Linked DNA regions of Sus scrofa: region 1 is linked to region 2. Evidence: chromatin contacts called from public Hi-C data. All regions are on one chromosome and are shown on one strand. The core of a region is the stretch at or near the end of the contact, and the rest is flanking DNA. Distances in the headings are between cores, read along the strand shown.

What was found. Hi-C and Micro-C count contacts between places; a contact is called where the count stands out from the background.
Region 1: a contact with region 2 is called in a Hi-C map of fetal heart ventricle, with 2.4 times the contacts expected there. The contact joins two enhancer-like sites. A contact is called at or near these places in 2 of 47 Hi-C or Micro-C datasets (fetal heart ventricle and heart right ventricle).

The regions. Positions count from the first base shown.
Region 1 is chr14:124,323,457-124,326,156 of Sscrofa11.1, forward strand. No RefSeq gene overlaps it. Among named protein-coding and RNA genes, the nearest start is that of ADRB1, 76 kb to the right of the region's middle. Within about 2 kb of position 1,420, at least 3 of the 83 cell types and tissues checked have an H3K27ac peak or open chromatin away from gene starts, as enhancers often do.
Region 2 is chr14:124,126,928-124,129,627 of Sscrofa11.1, forward strand. No RefSeq gene overlaps it. Among named protein-coding and RNA genes, the nearest start is that of DCLRE1A, 34 kb to the right of the region's middle. Within about 2 kb of position 1,449, at least 12 of the 83 cell types and tissues checked have an H3K27ac peak or open chromatin away from gene starts, as enhancers often do.

The DNA.
Region 1 (2,700 bases), core at 170-2,669, 200 kb after region 2:
TTGCATACACATTGCCGAAGAGTCCAGAGTCTGGGTTTGTTTGCAGTGAACCTGGGGCAAGTCACCCAAACTTTGAGAACCCCTGCTTCTTTAGCATCAGATGAAGAGGGATCAGAGGAAGTGTCCTACAAGAATCTGTGTCATCGTTCCTGAAAACTAAGGCTGGCACAGTATAAAGGTCAGACCAGGCCATGGAGGGAGAAGACTGGGGTCAGTCCTGGCACTGCTGTATCCATCTGTATGTCTTTGAGTGCCCTTGGGAAGATTCCTTAAGCTCTTTGAGCTTCAGGTTCCCAATCTGAAAAATGAAACTTACAAGATGGAACTTCCAGAGCTGTTGGGAGGAAGCGAAAGGAACCTATGTGTAGGTAAGGGTAGCTCTGATTATGATTGGGTTTGAGACTACAGGGCATAGTAACTAGGGATGCAGACCCACCCAGTTCAAATCTCAGTTCTTCTGGGTCACCTTGGGCCCTTGGGAAAGCTTCTTATTTTCTCTCAGACGGTTTCTTCCTGTGACAAATGGAGATAACAGGTGTATGCAGCTTGAAGTGTTTTTGTGAGGATTTAAGAAATTAATATAAATAACTAAATGTGGAGTTCCCATCATGGCGCAGAGGAAACAATTTCACTAGGAACCATGAGGTTGCGGGTTCGATCCCTGGCCTCATTCAGAGGGTTGGGGATCTGGTGTTGCTGTGAGCTGTGGTATAGGTCATAGATGTGGCCCAGATCTGGCATTGCTGTGGCTGTGGTGTGGCCAGGAGCTGTAGCTCCAATTAGACCCCTAGCCTGGGAACCTACATCTGCCGCAAGCGCAACCCTAAAAAGACAAGGGAAAAAAAATCAAAAATCAAAAACAAATAAATAAGTAAATGTAAGGGGAAGCACTTGGGACCTGGCAGACAACACCTTCGCCCATCTTATTCACCAAGGCGCTCCTGCCCCCGCCCCCACTCCCTCCAACCACCACCCCCATGTCCACCCCTGGGGTCAGAACTGTCCTTCCTTCCCACTCTTCCAGGGAGAAGAGGGGAGAGGAAAGCAAGATCACTGTTGACAGGGGAAGGTGACCTTGCAGGCATGGAGAAAGCTGGCCTGGAACTCATCTGCTCTCCCAGCCTGCTGGTTCACCCCACCTCACCTCCCTTGATTTCCGAGGCTTAAAATAGCCTGAACCGGTGTGGTCACATTTCAGTGTGCCACTCAGAGAGAACCCCTAGGGTGTTTTCAAAGCCAGCTCTGAGCTCCTCACTAGCCAGGCTCCGGTTATGAGTTATTCACACACATTGGGCTCTACCCGGTCTGCAGGGAAAGTGAGTTCCGAGTGCTTTCCTGCTAGATCCCACCTATGGGAGCTCTGCTTGCTCAGCAGGGTCAGACCCATCAGCTCCTTTAATAAACAGGGGCTGTGGAACCCTGCCAGCTGCAGAGGGTAAGGGAGCAGTGCTGCTGGGGCCGGGGGGTGGGGGAGGGAGGGATGGCAGGTTCTGAGGAGGTCAAGGATCATATGATGGGGAAAGGCCCACACTGGGAGTCAGGTGGAGGGTGGTCTGAGATCCAGCTCCACCCCCAATGTAGTGTGACCTTGAATTTGTGGCCTGCCCTCTCTGGATCTTCCATTGCCCTCTGATCTTTCTTTCTTTTTCCTTTTTAGGGCCTCACCAGTGGCATAAGGAAATTCCCAGGTTAGGGGTTGAATTGGAGCTACAGCTGCCTGCCTACACCACAGCCACAGCAACTCAGGATCCAAACCAAGTCTACCACCTACCCCGCAGCTCAGGGCAACCCGCTGGGCGGGGCCAGGGATCAAACCTGCATCTTCATGAACACTAGTTAGGGTTGTTACCGCTGAGCCACAACAGGAAATCCCACCTGACTTTTCCTGATGGTTCAAATTGGCTCTATTCTCCACCTCAGAGCGGCTTCATTCTCAGACCTTATATGATGTCAAGATGGCATCACGTAGCTCCTAACCTACTTCTTCTGATGCTCACATCTGGCAGGAAACAGAGTTTCTCTTCCCTCCTTGTTGGCCAAACTCTTGTTGCTCAAGAGCAATGCACCCATCTGGGGTGGCAGGTGCGCCAGCCCTCAGAGCCCATTCTCATCCCTCCCTGGGCTGCAAAGGTTGCAGAATGGAAATCTACATCCTCAGCCCCACTGAGCTAGGGTTCACATGCAAATTAGGTTCCATTCATCAGATGTCCTAGCGTGAGATGTGGAAGGCAGCCGTGAAGGGTGCTCTTGGTTCCTGGCCAAAGTCTCAGGTACAATCTCCAGGTTCATGGGTGTCCAGAAGCTTCCGAGGCCTGGATTGTAGCAGCTGGGTATATTCTTGAATGGGATGACTCCGGGCCAGGAAGAGAGGTGTGCTCTTCTCTCTCCACCTTGGTCCCTGGTGGGCAAAAAGCTTCTTTCCTGGAGACCCAGCCCACTTTTCCAGGGATGTCATGAGCACCTGTTTTCCTGCATTCCGTATCTTTCTGCTTAAAAACGGCCAAGTCATTCCTGTTCTGTTCCCTGTGTCTGACTCCTGACCAAGACCCCATCCCTGAACCCAGAGGGAAAGGAACGTGCTGATTGCCTGGGCCTTGGGCACAAGCCCATTGTGAAGTCTGGGTTAGTCATCACTGCCAAAAGATACAGATTAAGGAGAATAATTTCCCCCAATTACTATTATTTTAATATTGCCAAATT
Region 2 (2,700 bases), core at 199-2,698:
TGGTCCTACAACATGCAAAACTGTGGGTAATGAGCTGTTGTACCCACTACTGTGAGGCAGAGTGCTTCTGACCTGGAGAGAAGGAAGCTTATGCTAAAAATTCACTGCAGTACAGTCTGCAATGAGATCCCTTATGAAGCCACTTCCTCATTCAACTTTGCTTTCAGGTGGGTCATCTTTTTCTCTATACACAGTCCTTAGATTCTTAAGCCAGCAGCAGATGAGCTCCCTAATTCATTTTCTTTTCGTAATTTATCATGCTGGTATCTTCTGTGATATCTGACTATGTGTCATAGCAATGCAGCAACTGTTTTCTCCTTCAATATTTGTACACACATATTTCTTTAATGTTTCAGGACGCTTCAAGCTAAGCAACACCCACATTTCTTGGCTGATGATGCAAGTGCTAAAAAACTTAAATTTTATCCTTTACAGGGAAAAAAACAGAGTCCTATGGATTAAAGCAGTGATTCACGAATTTTTGGTGGCAGCAAGAATCATCTCTGTCTTTCCTCTTTCAATACAAAAGCAAGAATTCCTGCAAATTGTAAATTCCCAGACCCCATCTCCCTTGAAGATACTGATTTGAATCCAAGAAATTGTCTCTTTAAAAAAAAAAAAAAAAAAAAAAAAACAACTAGGGCCCCAGGTGATTCTGAGACATGCGCACAGATCATGCTCTGAGGAATTCTGGAATGAAGAAGAGCTGTTTTCACTATTCTCACCCATTTATTAAGCTGCTATCTCGGCGATCTCTGTCTAAGCTCAGAAAGAAACCCGTGAGGAGTTAAAAAGTCCCTCTGTGACTGAAGTGAACATTCCACTGTGGGAAGTTTCTGGATGCCTCAGAAGAGATAAAGGCAAATGCTTTGTTTCAAAAAAAAAAAAAAAAAAAAAAAAAAAGGTCTAATTTCATCATCTGTTGCCTTCTCCTTCCTGTTCTCCCTACCCCCCTTCCTCCTCCCCACTCCTGTTCTTCTTCTTCCTTTTCCTCTTCTCTCTCCTCCTCTTCTTCGTCCACCTCCTCCCTCTCCCTCCTCCTCCTCCATTTCCCGTTCCCCCGTCTCTTCTCTCCCTCCTCCTCTTCTTCCCTCCTTTCTGGCTCCCTTAGGCACCCTGTTCTTTTCTTCTTCCGCTCTTCAACCTCCTTTTCCACAAGCTGTTGCAAAGTCTGCCAGGTGACTATTTTTAAGAAGATGGAATAGGTAGAAAGAATCAACTGCTAGCGGAACTTAACAGGTGAGACTCAGAACCTCCAAAAAGCTGAGAGACTGCTGTCTGCAGGCTTGGCATTATCTGGGAATACATTACCTTTCTTATTTTTAGGATGAATACGCCAGGAGTGTGCAAAGTGGTGGAGAAATTCAGTAGCACACCCCTGCTCAGCTCTGACCAAGGAAGCCCTTCCTCCCCATCCAGTCCACGCAAACACACCCATTACCAGGAACAGGCAAACATGCAATGTCCACAGGGTCACCGGTGTCCCACCAGACTCAAAGCCAACACAAGCAGGCGCTAAGACTCTGCCACAAAGACAGCCTCCAGGAACGGATTAGCAAGATTAGTCACCAGGGTAACTCACAGCCTAAGAACAGCAGAGCTTTTGAAGTAGCGGTTGGGGTATGGAAGGGTAGCAAGACAAACTTAAGAGGTTGCTAACACAGACAAAGCTATTTACAAGCAAGGTCTTTCATTCTTTTATCGGTGAAGAAAACCAGCTGCCCTGTAGTCTTGACACTGAACGCTGACCAGTAAAATGGCAGTTGGTTAGCAACATCCTCTCTCACCAAGCCAGGAAATGATGAAAAATTGTCTCCATGGACTTCTTTAGGGATAAACAGAGGGTAATGCTTATTATCCTTTGAACATTTAGCTGTTGGGAAAGATAGGAGTTGCCAGCATAGTTGAACAATTATCAGGGGGGGTTGCATGCTGGTGTGTTTGGATCCATCTAACTTGCAGTTGAAAAGCCATCTCCAGAGAGTGATTGAGAGAGAAAGGGAGACACATAGAGTGAGAAAAGAATGGAACTTTAAAAAATCACTCTTTTTTTTTTCCCCAAAGCAGAATAGCTCTGTCCTCTTGTGCTCCCACTGGGGGTCAGACCTCTGCATCGACACTGGTCTTGCTTTGCCTTCTAAGGAATTAAGCCCAGGTTCTGTCTGGGAACCTGGCTGCCTTAAGCCTACAGAGGGAATCCTGTGTATATGGAAGGGAACAGGATGCAAAATTTTCTCCCACAAGTAGGAAATAAGTGAGTACTTCCTCAGGGTCACTCAACTTCTAATTCTCCCCAAAGCCACCCCAAACCTTCAGCCATATCCTTCTCGTTGATGCCTTTGGATCATCCATTTATTCCAAGAGTAGGGGAGGAGCGGGCACTGCCATGTGTTATTAACCAACAGAATTACAGAGGAGTTTCCATAGATCTGCCAACCTGCTACTGTACTGCGTCTCTAGGCTGAATGTGGACACCGCGGTTTTAAACTGTAAGTCGTTGTTGGCAGCTGCTATAATACACGGGTCTTAGCAGTTGCCTGCATTGACACCTTGCTTATCAAAATGAATAATCTGCATCTGTGGATGTGTTCTGCTCCTATGTGTTCACTATGCCCTGAGAATCCTGAAGAAAGAATGAGCTCTGCTCACCCACCTTTCATTCACTGACTGATGGGCTGGTCTGTTGCTATTGGCTTCTGG